Regions from separate parts of the Oncorhynchus mykiss genome. Here region 2 is linked to region 1. The links are chromatin contacts, called in public Hi-C maps. All regions are on one chromosome and are shown on one strand. Each heading gives the region's core, a stretch centred on a gene start, on an enhancer-like site or on the middle of the called end of the contact. The rest is flanking DNA. Distances are from core to core; before and after follow the strand shown. Region 1 holds the start of LOC110508460 (endothelin receptor type B). Region 2 holds the start of zgc:153935.

The links. A called contact is a pair of places that touch in the nucleus more often than the background predicts.
Region 2: a Hi-C map of liver shows a contact between it and region 1, with 5 times the contacts expected there. The contact joins the promoter of zgc:153935 here to the promoter of LOC110508460 in region 1. A contact is called at or near these places in 2 of 3 Hi-C or Micro-C datasets (blood and liver).

What each region holds. Positions count from the first base shown.
Region 1 is chr28:9,178,795-9,185,633 of USDA_OmykA_1.1, forward strand. It overlaps LOC110508460 (endothelin receptor type B), which reads left to right and starts at 1,582. Exons shown (of 10, transcript XM_036966693.1): 1 at 1,582-1,706. It overlaps LOC110508459, which reads right to left and starts at 1,448. Exons shown (of 12, transcript XM_021588986.2): 1 at 1,253-1,448; 2 at 228-430; 3 at 1-12. The coding sequence starts at 1,277.
Region 2 is chr28:9,338,534-9,345,907 of USDA_OmykA_1.1, forward strand. zgc:153935 reads left to right here and starts at 1,696. Exons shown (of 6, transcript XM_021588996.2): 1 at 1,696-2,064; 2 at 3,582-3,716; 3 at 3,847-3,969; 4 at 4,040-4,189; 5 at 4,284-4,436; 6 at 4,523-5,524. The coding sequence starts at 1,861. The coding sequence ends at 4,672. It overlaps trnal-caa (a tRNA gene), which reads right to left and starts at 1,357; the gene lies at 1,245-1,357.

The DNA.
Region 1 (6,839 bases), core at 332-2,831:
CTCTAGGACCAGCTGTCAATAAAATGAGAATTGAGTATTCATGGCAACAGGTGTGTGTGTGAGATCGTTGAGTTTAATGTTGAAGTAGGTTGAGGTTTCCCCTAGATACTTATCTAAAGTAAATCTTGCGTTTCCTTCAATAAAGCTTCAGATTTGACGGTACACTGATCCTAGATCTGTGCCTAGCAGCAAATTCTACATCTTTCCCTCTTGTCACCCCCACTCACCCGTGCTCTTAGTCCCAGGAGGAGTTGGACCCTCTCTCTGTAACTCATTAGCTCCGGGACTATTTCCAACACGGTGGTGGCAAACTCCTCCAGCAGCCCATAGTCCATGATGTCTCTCCGCTCGATCACCTGCCACAGAGCTGCACACACCAGCCGCAGTGGCGGAACAAAAAGACGCAGAGACGACAGAGGAAGAGGGGGACCTAGAAGAGAAGATGATGTGCATTCAAACATAACTTGAATGAAAAAGCAAGCTAGCTACTATAACTTGGGCAGTACTGTATATAATGCCCCAACCCTTTCTGCACTTGTTCACGCCCCTTTCCAGCTCTTCTAGATACAGGCAGGTGTAAACAACAGTACCCTCCCTCCATGTCAGATATATAATGAGTAACAGTGGGAGGGAACACCTTCTTGGAATAAAATTGAGCCTTGATCAACGAGGAAGCCATAGAGAACATATTAAATTATTAGAATTCCTAATTCTATGGAGGAAATTACAGTATATAACTACACACATTACACTAGGCTACACACATTACACTAAAAAACATTCCTGTCTGAGTTGCACAACATTTCTAATGACGCATATTCTTGAGTTATTATACTAATGCATGCTTTTATATCTGGTTATGGGTATTTTACTAAATCGGTTATGGTTTAATTAAACACGTTCCAAGGCTCAAGCCAGGGCCCAGCTTCAGCTTCAGGCTGAAGAAGTGGGGAAGGGCTACAGTTCTGACGTGCAAAACGACTTGCCAAAATCTATAACTGACCCTTTACCTTAACAAACCCTTAACCTTGACCCTAACCAAATATTTGACCAATTCTCAGATTAAATATTTAATTAAGCTCCATATATGCAACTAAATAAACCATCTTTGTTATAGCACATTTCCGCGAGAATACTGGAAAAGATGGTGGTTGGCTAGCTAGCTAGTAAGGTAGCTAGCTTGAAATTGAAGCAGCAATGCAGACTGGAACATGTCACCCATACAGTTAATTGCAATATATTAATAATTTACCCTGTTCCTCCCGGAGCGTTTGCATTTTGTGCTTTCGTAAACATTAGCTACCCCAAAAACAGTGGATCTCTTCACAGATCTGTCCGTGAAAATCTTGTTTACAGCATCACACGGTGCATAGTACGACATTAATAACGCCTGTTTTTCTGTACCATGTTATCATCTTCAACGTTACAAATGTTTAAGCTACACAATTGTTATTTGTAATATGTCCTATATAATGATACGTTAAATTCTGCAACGGTGTGTATGTAGATAATCGTTTAAACAAATGGTTCAAACTGCAGGCAAAATTGTAGAAAGACACATGGGGGCCTTCCAAACACGTGATTTTTAAGTGCGGAAAATGTGATTTAAAAAGACGAGGGAAAACGTGAGTGAAGATTTGTTTTTTTACGGGTGTAAAAATAACAAATTGTGGATAACGAGGAAAATCCGTAAAACAATCTTGCATGTAAGTTGTAAAATTGAGAATATTTCATTCCAGGCAATCAGTTTACCATATAGCTGGGGTGGTCTCATGATGCATATTCTGTTGCAAAAACGTTCGTCTCTTGCAAAACGTTTTGCAACAGAAACCGTTTACACAAAATGCTGTTGAGTTCCGTTTTGTTCTTAAACGGAAGTTGTAGTTCAGTCTTGTAGTCCAGTCTTGTCTTCCCTGTAACGCACAGCGTTGAGATTGCCTGCATTGACGACAAGCTCAGTCCGATGATGTTGTGACATACCGCCCCAGACCATGACCCTGCACCTCCAAATCGATCCCACTCCAGAGTACAGGCCTCGGTGTAACGCTCATTTCTTCGACGATAAACGCGAATCTGACCATCACCCCTGGTGAGACAAAACCGCGACTTGTCAGTGAAGAGCACTCTTTGCCAGCCTGTCTGGTCCAGCGGTGGTGGGTTTGTGCCCATAGGCGACGTTGTTGCCTTACAACAGGTCTACAAACCCTCCCTCCAGCCTCTCTCAGCCAATTGTACCTGTCCCGCAGGTGTGCTGTTCTGATGTACCGATCCTGTGCATGTGTTGGTCTGCCACTACGAGGACGAGCAGTTGTCCATCCTGTCTCCCTGTAGCACTGTCTTAGGCGTCTCACAGTACAGACATTGCAATTTATTGCCCTGGCCACATCTGTAGTCCTCATGCCTCCTTGCAGCATGCCTAAGGCAAGTTCACACAGATGAGCAGGGACCCGGGGCATCTTTCTTGTGGTGTTTTCAGAGTCAATAGAAAGGCCTCTTTTAGTGTCCTAAGTTTTCAAAACTGTCACCTTAATTGCCTACCGTCTGTAAGCCGCTAGTGTCTTAACGACCGTTCCACAGGTGCATGTTCATTAATTGTTTATGGTTCATTGAACAAGCATGGGAAATAGTGTTTAAACCCTTTACAGTGAAGATCTGTTAAGTTATTAGGATTTTACGAATTATCTTTGAAAGACAGGGTCCTGAAACACAAGCATTTTGCTACACTCGCATTAACATATGCTAACCATGTGTATGTGACCAATAACATTTGATTTGTGTTTAGTAAATCTGCCAGATCAGAGGCAGTAGGGATGACCTTCAATCAATCAAATGTATTTATAAAGCCCTTCTTACATCAGCTGATGTACAGAAACCCAGCCTAAAACCCCAAACAGCAAGCAATGTAGGTGTAGAAGCACGGTGGCTAGGAAAAACTCCCTAGAAAAGGCCAGAACTTTGGAAGAAACCTAGAAAGGACCCAGGCTATGAGGGGTGGCCAGTCCTCTTCTGGCTGTGCCGGGTGGAGATTATAACAGAACATGGCCAAGATGTTCATAGATGACCAGCAGGGTCAAATAATAATAAAAATAATCACAGGAGAAAATGTCAGTTGGCTTTTCATAGCCGATCATTCAGAGTATCTCTACCGCTCCTGCTGTCTCTAGAGAGCCTATAGTTTTGGCAAGTCGGTTAGGACATCTACTTTGTGAATGACACAAGTAAATTTTCCAACAATGGTTTACAGACAGATTATTTCACTTATAATTCACTGTATTACAATTCCAGTGGGTCAGAAGTTTACATACACTAAGTTGACTGTGCCTTTAAACAGCTTGGAAAATTCCAGAAAGTGATGTCATGGCTGTAGAAGCTTCTGATAGGCTAATTGATGTGTACCCGTGTACCTGTGAGGAGGTGTACCTGTGGATGTATTTCAATGCCTACCTTCAAACTCAGTGCCTCTTTGCATGACATCGGGGAAGCCAAACCCGAAAAAAAGCCATCGGTCTATTACAACCTATACTACCGGTCAAAGGTTTTAGAACATCTACTCATTCAAATGTTTTTCTTTATTTTTACTATTTTCTACATTGTAGAATAATAGTGAAGACATCACTATTACAGCAAGGAAGAAGCCACTGCTCCAAAACAGCCATAAAAAAGCCAGACTACGGTTTGCAACTGCACATGGGGATAAAGATCGTACTTTTTTGAGAAATGTCCTCTGGTCTGATGAAACAAAAATAGAACTGTTTGGCCATGATGACCATCGTTATGTTTGGAGGAAAAAGGGGGAGGCTTGCAAGCCGAAGAACACCATCCCAACTGTGAAGCACGGTGGTGGCAGCATCATGTTGTGGGGGTGCTTTGCTGCAGGAGGGACCGGTGCACTTCCCAAAATAGATGGCATCATGAGGAGGGACAATTATGTGGAGATATTGAAGCAACATCTCAAGACATCAGTCAGGAAGTTAAAGCTTGGTAGTTAATGGGTCTTCCAAATGGACAATGACACCAAGAATACTTCAAAAGTTGTGGCAAAATGGCTTAAGGACAACAAAGTCAAGGTATTGGAGTGGCCATCACAAAGCCCTGACCTCAATCCCATAGAAAATTTGTGGGCAGAACTGAAAAAAACATGTGTGAGCAAGGAGGCCTACAAACCTGACTCAGTTACACCAGCTCTGTCAGGAGGAATGGGCCAAAATTCAGCCAACTTATTGTGGGAAGCTTGTGGAAGGCTACCTGAAACGTTTGACCCAAGTTAAACAATTTAAAGGCAATGCTACCAAATACTAATTGAGTGTATGTAAACTTCTGACCCACTGGTAATGTGATGAATGAAATAAAATCTGAAATAAATAATTCTCTACTATTATTCTGACATTTCACATTCTTAAAATAAAGTGGTGATCCTAACTGACCTAAAAGGGAATTTTTACTGGGATTAAATGTCAGGAATTGTGAAAAACTGAGTTTAAATTTATTTAGCTAAGGTGTATGTAAACTTCTGACTTCAACTCTATCTAGCTAGCAATGGCAATTATGTTAGCATATTTCATACTGAGACACCTTGTTGGGTTTCAAATAATCAATACTTAAACTTTCAGAGGAAGTTTGAGTGAATTAAACATGTTTAATTGTTTTCATTAGCTTATTCTCCCACTTCCCTGAGTTTTAAAACAGGGGTTTAGCTATCTTGGAATTAAGAACAAATCCAATAATTTTATCATCAAGAATATAATTTTTTCACAATTTTTTAAGGAGAAACATAAATAACGCAAGAACATTTCCAATAACCTTTTCGAGGAATAGCACATTTGCTTTACTTTGTTCATAAGTCTATACTTCAGAAGACATTTCCTCTTAAGGTTTTGTTTATCTGGGCCCAGAGACTTGGATATGCACTTTTGCTAACTATTATTAGTCCTTTAAGCATTAAATGGCAAGGCGGGAATTTTTATAGCGCACGGGGCTGTAGGCCAGAAGGCCACCGTGGACAAGAGTACGGGGTGGAAAGATCTTCGATAGTAAAAGCATTGCATGAATCTAGCATCGTATTTGTTGGTCTGAAAAAAAAAATCATGCAATTCTATGTCATTTTACATGTTAGCAGAATCCTTTTTTTTTATACCACACAATTAACCGAAATTACAGGCTAAGAATGGACAGAAATAGGGCTGTGTTTATCTTATATTTCTCCAATGCCAAATCCATGTGTCTTGTTTGCAACGAAACTGCCCGTTTGCAATTAATTACATCTGAGACGTCATTAGGGATCTTGAGCATGGTACTTCCAAAAGTTCGGCTTACCTTTCGACCCCGGGGACAGAGTAGGCCTAGCGAGGCAGAACATGTAAGCTTTAACTACTTTAACTCACACGTGTTTCCCTAAAAGCTACCTGGGTTTAAACACGTTCTATTGAACAGAAAGTGAATAGCTAAATCAAGTGATAGTAACATAATTGGATTACTTCCCAAGCAAAGGCAGTCCCTGAATGTGAAATAACCCGAAACAATGACATCCCCATATGCATCAGTCACGTTTTAACAGGGTATTTTACCACTTGTTTCTAGCATCAAGCATCGCGGACCAAAGCTCTGTTATAGATCATTTGATATAATCGGATCAGTTGTATTTTCTTCAAAATATCTAATACAATTTTATTGGCAGCATAGACATTTAGCAGATGTTATTGCGGGTGGAGCGAAATGCTTGTGTGCCTAGCTCCAACAGTGTAGTACTACCTGACAATACACACGTATACAAGTAAAATAATGTAATTAAGAAATGTAGAAATATTAGGACGAGCAATGTCGGTGTCCGGAATACATACAATACCAGTCAAAAGTTTGGACACACCTACTCATTCAAGGGTTTTTCTTAATTTTTTACTATTTTCTACATTGCAGAATAATAGTGAAGACATCAAAACTATGAAATAACACATGGAATCATGTAGTAGCCACCCTTTGCCTTGAAGACAGCTTTGCACACTCTTGGCATTCACTCAACCAGCTTCATGAGGCATGCCAATTGCACTCTCCCTCAATCGGTGACATTGACAAAACTGCAAATAGAGTGGCCATTTATTGTCTCCAAGCACAAGGTGCAACTGTGTAATGATCATGCTGTTTAATCAGCTTCTTGATAATCCATCCACAGATGTGGCCTATCTTGACAAATGAGAAAATGCTTACTAATTGGGATGTAAAACCAATTTGTGCACAAAATTGTAAGAAATGAGCTTTTTGTGTGAATGGAAAAGTTCTGGGATCTTTTATTTCAGCTCATGAAACCCGCACTTAACGTGTTGCGTTTAATATTTTTGTTCAGTGTATTTATTCATAGTAGTACACAGGGACTGGTCTCTAAATGACCTTCTCTGCTGCTTCAAATGACTCAAACCAATCCCTTACAATGCAGTGGCAGTGTGTGGGTAAAATCACGGGGAAGCCAAACCAGAAAAAGCCATAGGTCTATTACAACCTATACTACCGGTCAAAAGTTTTAGAACACCTACCCTATTCAAGGGTTTTTCTTTATTTTGTACTATTTTCTACATTGTAGAATAATAGTGAAGACATCAACACTATTAAATAACACATATGGAATCATGTGGTAACCAAAAAAGTGTTAAACAAATCTAAATATTTTCTATTTGAGTTTCTTTAAATAGCAACCCTTTGCCTTGATGACAGCTTTGCACACTCTTGGCATTCTCTCAACCAGCGTCATGAGGTAGTCACCTGGAATGCATTGCAATTAACAGATGTGCCTTGTTAAAAGTTAATTTGTGGAATTTCTTTCCTTAATGTGTTTGAGCCAATCAGTGGTG
Region 2 (7,374 bases), core at 446-2,945, 160 kb after region 1:
GTGGGTGGAAACTGTATTTTGTGCAAAAGTGAGAAACATTGAGAGGGTAACAAAGGAAACAGAGCCAGTGAGCAGATTGTTATGAAGCCCCATCGGGGTAAGGGAGGGCAGACGTTTGAAGAGAGAGACAGTGGGTTGAGCCGAGTGGAGCGAGAGAATATGTGGATGTGTGTGCGTGTGTATGTAAAAGCATGCAGGCTTGTGTGTGTGTATCCTTGTGTGTGCTTGTGTGTGTGTGTGTGTGTGTGTGTGTATGTGTGCGCGGAGTTGCCTGTTTGTGTGCGTGATCGCCTGTGTGTGTGTATATGGGGGTTGGGGACTCTCACAGTGAGACCTGGGCGTATGATTTATTTCAGAATACTAATGTCTCTTTGATCTCCCTCTGCTTAAAACAACCCCCTGCTGGGATCACACGCACACCATTGTTGTGTCCCTCTCAATTCACTAAGCAGGCCACATTTATGCACTTACACTCGCAGGGAAGTACGGACGCAAGCGCGTGCACACACACATACACACACTCCAGGGTGTCTAATCTACTTTAGCTTTAATCGAATCCGTAGAGATCCAATTACAAAGATAGAGGGATATTTGTTTTTCGGTGAGCATCCTAAAAGACTAATTAAATGTTCATGTAAAGATGACATTATTTGATACAACACAAAATGTATTTTCATTTTCATAATTGCTCTTTGTTGTATAAATCTGTTTGAAGTTGGGTCCTATAATTCTAAGTAAGTGATTCACTGTATCAGAGAATACCACTGGTCCTTAAATTAGGTGTGTGGGTTGTTTTCTGTCCTCTAACTACAGAAACAGAATATGCACGCTTTACTGTTGCAGGGTTAGGCCACACGTTTCTTATAATGCACATCTTGGTATATATTTCTAACACACACACACACACAACCACACCTTGGTTATGTGGATACCCTGTAAATAAATCTCTAGGAGGGTGACCAGTAAAACTTCTCCTTTCAGCCAGCAGTAAAACTCGTCCATGCAGAGCTGCCTCTGGCGTTTGGTATGATGATGGCGCCACCTCATGGACGAAAACACGAAAACACTCTTTTCCTCCTACCTGAAATTTCGCTGCTCTGTCTGGATCACTCGAAAATAGCCCAGGTGAGCGCATTTATAACTAGGCAATGGTAAAACGTAAAATGATAATGTGTTTTCTTTCCACCACTTGAGGGAATCCACTGAGTAGACTCTTTCAATCTGATTTTGTTAAGGAAAAACATTGTCAGAAGCGGGATTCGAACCCGCGCCTCCATTCGGAGACCAGAATACCCCTTTTACCCAGGAAGGATTTTCACCTTGAGTCTGGCGCCTTAGACCGCTCGGCCATCCTGACAACTGTACTATCCTACGTTTCTTATAGCTTTTAGTATTCTATGACTTAAAGTCTTGTATAGGTGAGTACTGCTATGTAGGTAAACTACAGGTTGGATTTATGTAGGCAAGGCAGTTAGAGTACTGATAATGTATGGCCTAAGCCTATAGTTATAGATACATCTTTAGATTTTATAATGAATCATTTAGATTATTTTACCTGTATTGTCGTTATCACTTTAATAAATCATATTCAGGCTATACAGACAGTTTCGCTGTTTCAGGACAGACCGACGGCAGTTGGAAAAGTCTAGCTAGTTTACTACAATCCCCATACTGCACTGACAGAGAATGGGCGTGGTTCGAGTCGAGACAAAAGCGGAAACTTGACATCACGGATGATACGCACTTTTGTTTCTTTGTTGACCTTTTCTTATGTAGCGTTCCAGAGATATAGTCGGCGTACTCTTCAGTTTGTTTTAAGATCTAGCTCTGCTTTATGTTGGTGTTTGTTTTAATTTGTACATGGTACACGAAGAGTTGAGCGCTCGTCTGAACGATGGCGGGTATAAGAACTGGCTCAAAGCGGGGTACTGTCTCCTCAAACTGCGGGAGGGATTGCACCCTTTCACCGATACTGAGATGAGATCCTTCCACGGAAATCTAGTCACTAGGAACCCGGGTCTGCGGCGGCCATGTCGGAGCGGGTGCAAACCCAAAGGGAATCAGGTGAGAGTCAAAAGTTGTCTGCTGGCATAATGTCAGTTGAGTTGAACTCCTCCCCAAATAACCTGAATCATTTTAAGAAGGAAATTATTATGGGCTAGCTAGATCATGTGTCAATTTACTCCAGTAGTAGCCTGGACGTTAGGAGTGTATTTATTAGTTCGAACAGTTGCAAAACGGAAAACACTAATTTATTTCACCTTTATTTAACCAGGTAGGCAAGCTGAGAACAAGTTCTCATTTACAATTGCGACCTGGCCAAGATGAAGCACATTCAGGTAGGTAGGTCCCTTCCGTTTCGTTCCGTTTGCATCCGTAAGAACGTTTTGTTAAAGAATCGGAATACGCCCCTGGCTCTCGCGTACTCTTTTCTGCTATAATGGTGTTCGCACTAATTTAATGTGCATGCATGCTGGCACCAACCGTACTGGTAATGAACTGAAGAAAAGGAGTAATAAAAAATATATAATTCAAAAAACAAAAAAAATAACGATCTCACTCCAGTCAGAGTCCAATCCAATTCACACCACTACACAGGCTCAGGGGCCTGGGGGGGGGGGGAAGAATCATCTTCAGTCAGTATTCCATGCAATGTTTCAGTTGTTAATTCCTGAATACCCCAAACCTTGCAGATTCAATTATGCCCAGCTTCTTGGACTTTCTTCGTTTGGGAAGTACAATTAATCACTTGTGCAATAAACGCCACAATCGCCCTTCACTATCAATGTGTCTGTATCCTTCAACTCGTGAACAACATTCTGAATCTTAACTGGCTGCCGGGCATCCACTGCCATAGCTTCCTCAGCACCATTCACCCCTTCAACAATTTCCTGCGCCTCCATGTAGGTGACCTGCTGTACAGCCCGGATCCGTGCTCCTTCAAACTCCTTCATCCTAACGGGGCACGCCAGGAATTCGGCAAGGTGATTCCCACCACAATTGCAACACCGTAGATCATCACCAATATGTTGCTTCTGCTGACACACACTTGATACATGACCATACCTTTTGCAATTTTGACACTGCAAGGGTTTATTCACAAACTCACTGTGTATCTTCTGGATCCCAGCTTCCCATGAATAGGCATACTGTTCTTCAAACATCAGTAACACCAATTTTGACTTTCCTCCTTCTTTCCATCTTCTACACGTTTAGGCGACGTGCTCCACCACTCCTGGAATCTGCTTCGACCATCTCTAGCACTTCCAAGAAGACACAATCCCACCCTTATTGTCCGGCTCTTGTGTTGAGTCAGATTTGATACTATATTGACAAGATAGTCAAGTGACTGTTCTAACAATGGAAGTCGTCGACCCAAAGGGTGGGAAGGCAGCCGGTCTTATCAGTCTGCTTATCGTGGACAGATTTAGACGGGCGTAAAACCCTCTCGCTTCGCCTCGTCGTCGCTGGTCGAGTGAACAAAAACGAGATTTGGATTCGTGGTCACGAGAGACTACACCAGTAGAGACCTGTCATGATGACGTTTGATTGAATGATTCTTTCTCGTATGTGTTCCACAGCTGTACTCTGTGTGTGTGGTGTGTACAGAGTGGAGGAACATGATCCTGAGGCACCACACAAACCCCAGGGGGGTGGTGAATTGGGGGAATTGCAGACCCCCACTCTGGAACCAGGACCACTGGGAACTGGCCAAGGTAGTGTGTGTGTGCAAACTAAATATTACTGAATTATTGGTTCTGTTATTGAAATTGTACTCCGCTTACACTCATGTTATATTAGATAATTGACCTCTTCTCTCCTTCTTTCTTCCTTTGTCTCCCTCAGGCCTACATGCCGCGGGGTCAAGCTGGGGTTAAGGGGGCGGAGCTGTGTGATGCGTCCGCACTGCTCAACCTCCTCAACTTCTGCTCCCACTTCAACTACGTGGACCAGCACTGTGTCAGAGAGGTAACGCACACAGTATAAACACACGTTTCCTGTGTTTGTGTGTTATGAATGTGTATGCGTCTTGTCTTAGGTTATCAGGTGTAGGAACGAGTTGATGCACTCCTGTGAGATGCGAGTGTGTGACCAGTGGATGAGGCGCTACCAGGTCAGCATACAGCAGCTCCTACAGCAATTCACACACCTACCAGAAGTGAAAGCAGCCGGACAACAGATACTAGAGGTGTGTGTGTGTGTGTGATATCAGCTCTCAGATCTGTGTGTTGTATCACCTCTGATCTATGGAGTGTAAATGCTGTGTGTGTTTTTGGGTCCAGATGCTGGCTGTTGATTTGTCGGTGTTAGTTCCTGGTGTGGACCGAGTGGACGGTTCCTTGTCGGAGGGGGTGGAGCCTGAGTCTATCAGCCAATGGGAAGCAGACTTGCTGAGAGAGAGGCTGCAGGAGCTGCTTACTGACACAGACACACAGGTACTTCTAACTACAATTCTAACCATTAGTTGTCTGACTGATTGACTCTGTCTGACTAATGTCTGACTGCCTGCTGTATTCTGTAGGACACTGAGGAGTTGCTGAGACTGAGGGATTTCCTCCTGGCCAACAGAGACTTGAGTGACCAGTTCTCCTCTGAACTCCAGACCATCACATCAATGGAGACACAGATGAGGAGAAGGGGAGAAGGGGGAGGGAATGAGACACCTGAGTAACCAGTTAACCTACTAACTCATCAGAGGGCAGGGGAAGAGAGCAGGAGGAGAGCAGAGGTGAGGACTAAACCAGAAGAGATGGATGACTAGTGCCCAAATGCCAGTTTTAGCATGGGCAGCACCATTGAGGACTTTTACCATTTTTAAGTAATCAACAGGGTGGGACTTCCTATGGGTTAAGGAAGGATCACATGATTCCATTTTGGGTCATCAGGAGGGATCAGCCAATGAATTATACTAGTGAGCAAGCATTCCATAACTGCAGGCGACATTAAATCGGCAACCTTGGCATTGTACCTGTTCAAACAATTCACTACAGTAGGGCTGGGCTATATGGTGACAATATCATGTCACGGTATTTAATGGTTTGAGTAATAAATGTTCTGAATTTGCTTTGAGTAGTGTGTGACCCTAGGGTGACAACACATACATTAATTGATTTCAATGGGTTCTCTGTTCTGATTGTGTTATACTGTTATATTAAACTTCCACCCAAAATAGTTTTCATAAATGTCCTGCACTCATTTGAGATCATTTCCATATTGCCACGTAGTGCTGCACGATATTGGCCAAAAATGTAGGCCTTTAAAAAAATGTTTTTTTACCAAATGTTGCAATTGTGATTTGACTTGCGATTTAGATCAGAACACTTGGGTGAACTGATGGAATCATGGAAATATAGTTATCATAATTTTATAGTTAGAATATAAGAGTGGACACTTTGAATACAGTGTTTGACATGAAAATGCCAGGGAGGAGTTATTGTGACAGGGTAGGAACCAAAGTGTTGGTCAGTGTTTCCTACCTATAATCTTTGGCTACATTAAATGTTTTCTTCATGTAGCGAACATATTCATGCTTTGCCTATTCCTCTTTGATTTAGAAGATACTGTTGCACAAACAACATGCTGATTTAGGCCTCCACCATCACTGGTATCAGGCTGTATTGCCAGCTACATTTGCTCTGACTCAGTACATTTATTGGCTAGCCAGCTGACTAGCGATTAGCATTAGCGGCTAACGCGACTTAGCCACAACTTGCTAAGAAAAGAAACTAGCTGTTTACAGATGTAAGAAACACAAACTAATAGTGTAATTATAGAATGCTTGTGGATTTATATTAAGAAGTAAAGTGGAATGTGAACTTCCTAAACTAGACAGGGGGGCAGCTGCTGAACTCGACGCTGGGATAACTTTAGAGGAAATTAACACAGCGACAGCACAATTTACAAACAGCAAGGCCCCTGGGCCCGATGGATATGTAATAGAATTCTATAAGAAGTACTGCGCCAGTCTAGCTCCACTTATGTTGCGAATGTTTAAACGATCCAAAGAAAATGCCAAACTCCCGCAAACACTGTATGAGGATACAATAGCACTGATCTTGAAAAAATATGATAGAGATTCCATGGAGATGTCGTCTTATCGCCCCATGTCGTTACCCTCCATAGGAAATAAAGTGTTGACAAAGATATTGGCAAACCGATTGAAAAAATATGTTTCCGACATCATACACCCTGACCAGACAGGTTTTTATCCCGGGCTGACATATATATACCACAATTTGAGACTCCTTTTCAACGTAATGTATCATAAGGTTGAGGCAGTGGTAATAGCTCTTGATCAGATTGAGTGGAAGTATATGATGTCGGTTCTGGAGCACTTCGGGTTTGGAAAGGAATTTATTAATTGGATAATAATTATTTATGCACACGCAATGGCGTCCGTGGTAACCAATCAGTCAATGTCGCAGTCATTTCACCTGTTCAAGGGCTGCCGACAGGGGTGCCCTATTTCGCCTGCTCTCTTCGCTATAGCCATGGAATCCCTTGCTCCTCGCATTCGGGCATGTGCCGATATGGCTTCTGTTAAAATAAGACACTCGCCACAAAATTTCCCTATAGGCAGATGATGTTATTTTGTTTTTATCCAAGCCTAAAACTTCTATTCCGCCCGTAACTTGATAAATACATTCTGCTCCTTCTCTGGCTACAAGATAAACTGCCAAAATGTGAATTGATGCCGCTATCACGGCCTGTGGATATGCAATTTCTGCAATCTACCCCATTTAGAACAGTGATGTACAAGTTCACACGCCTTGGCATTGTAGTGACGAGACCTTGATCAGCTACTGAAAGCGAATTGGGACAGTTTCAAAGAAGCATTTATGCAAGTACAAGATAGAGGGGGGGCTTTGGCCTTCCTCACTTTAAACTGTATTATTGTGCTGCTAATCTGAACATTGTGCTTTCTGGAGGGAAAGTTTACCTGGGATGTGACAGAATGATATGGCTTTTGATTGAGCAGGCCTCCTGTCAACGTTCCTCACTCCCTGCACTTGTTAATAGTCCATCATATGTGAAAAAAGCCACTTATGACTCTAAAAGCCACTTTGTCATACTCTTAGCATCTGGAAACAGATGAGGTATTTTCTTAACATACCCATTGTATACATTGACAGCCCGATTTGCCTGAATCATGCTTTCCACCCTGCATTGGAAGATATGGTGTTTTCACAGTGGAGGGAGAAGGGGCTCACAACAATTGGTTATTTATACATGGATGGTTAGTTAGCTTCATTTTCAACAATTACAGGGAAAGTTCAACATGCCAACAACACATTTTTTCAGATACCTCCAAATCAGGAATTTCTTAAGGACACATATCCCACAGTATGGCATTAAGCCAAATATCCTACATTA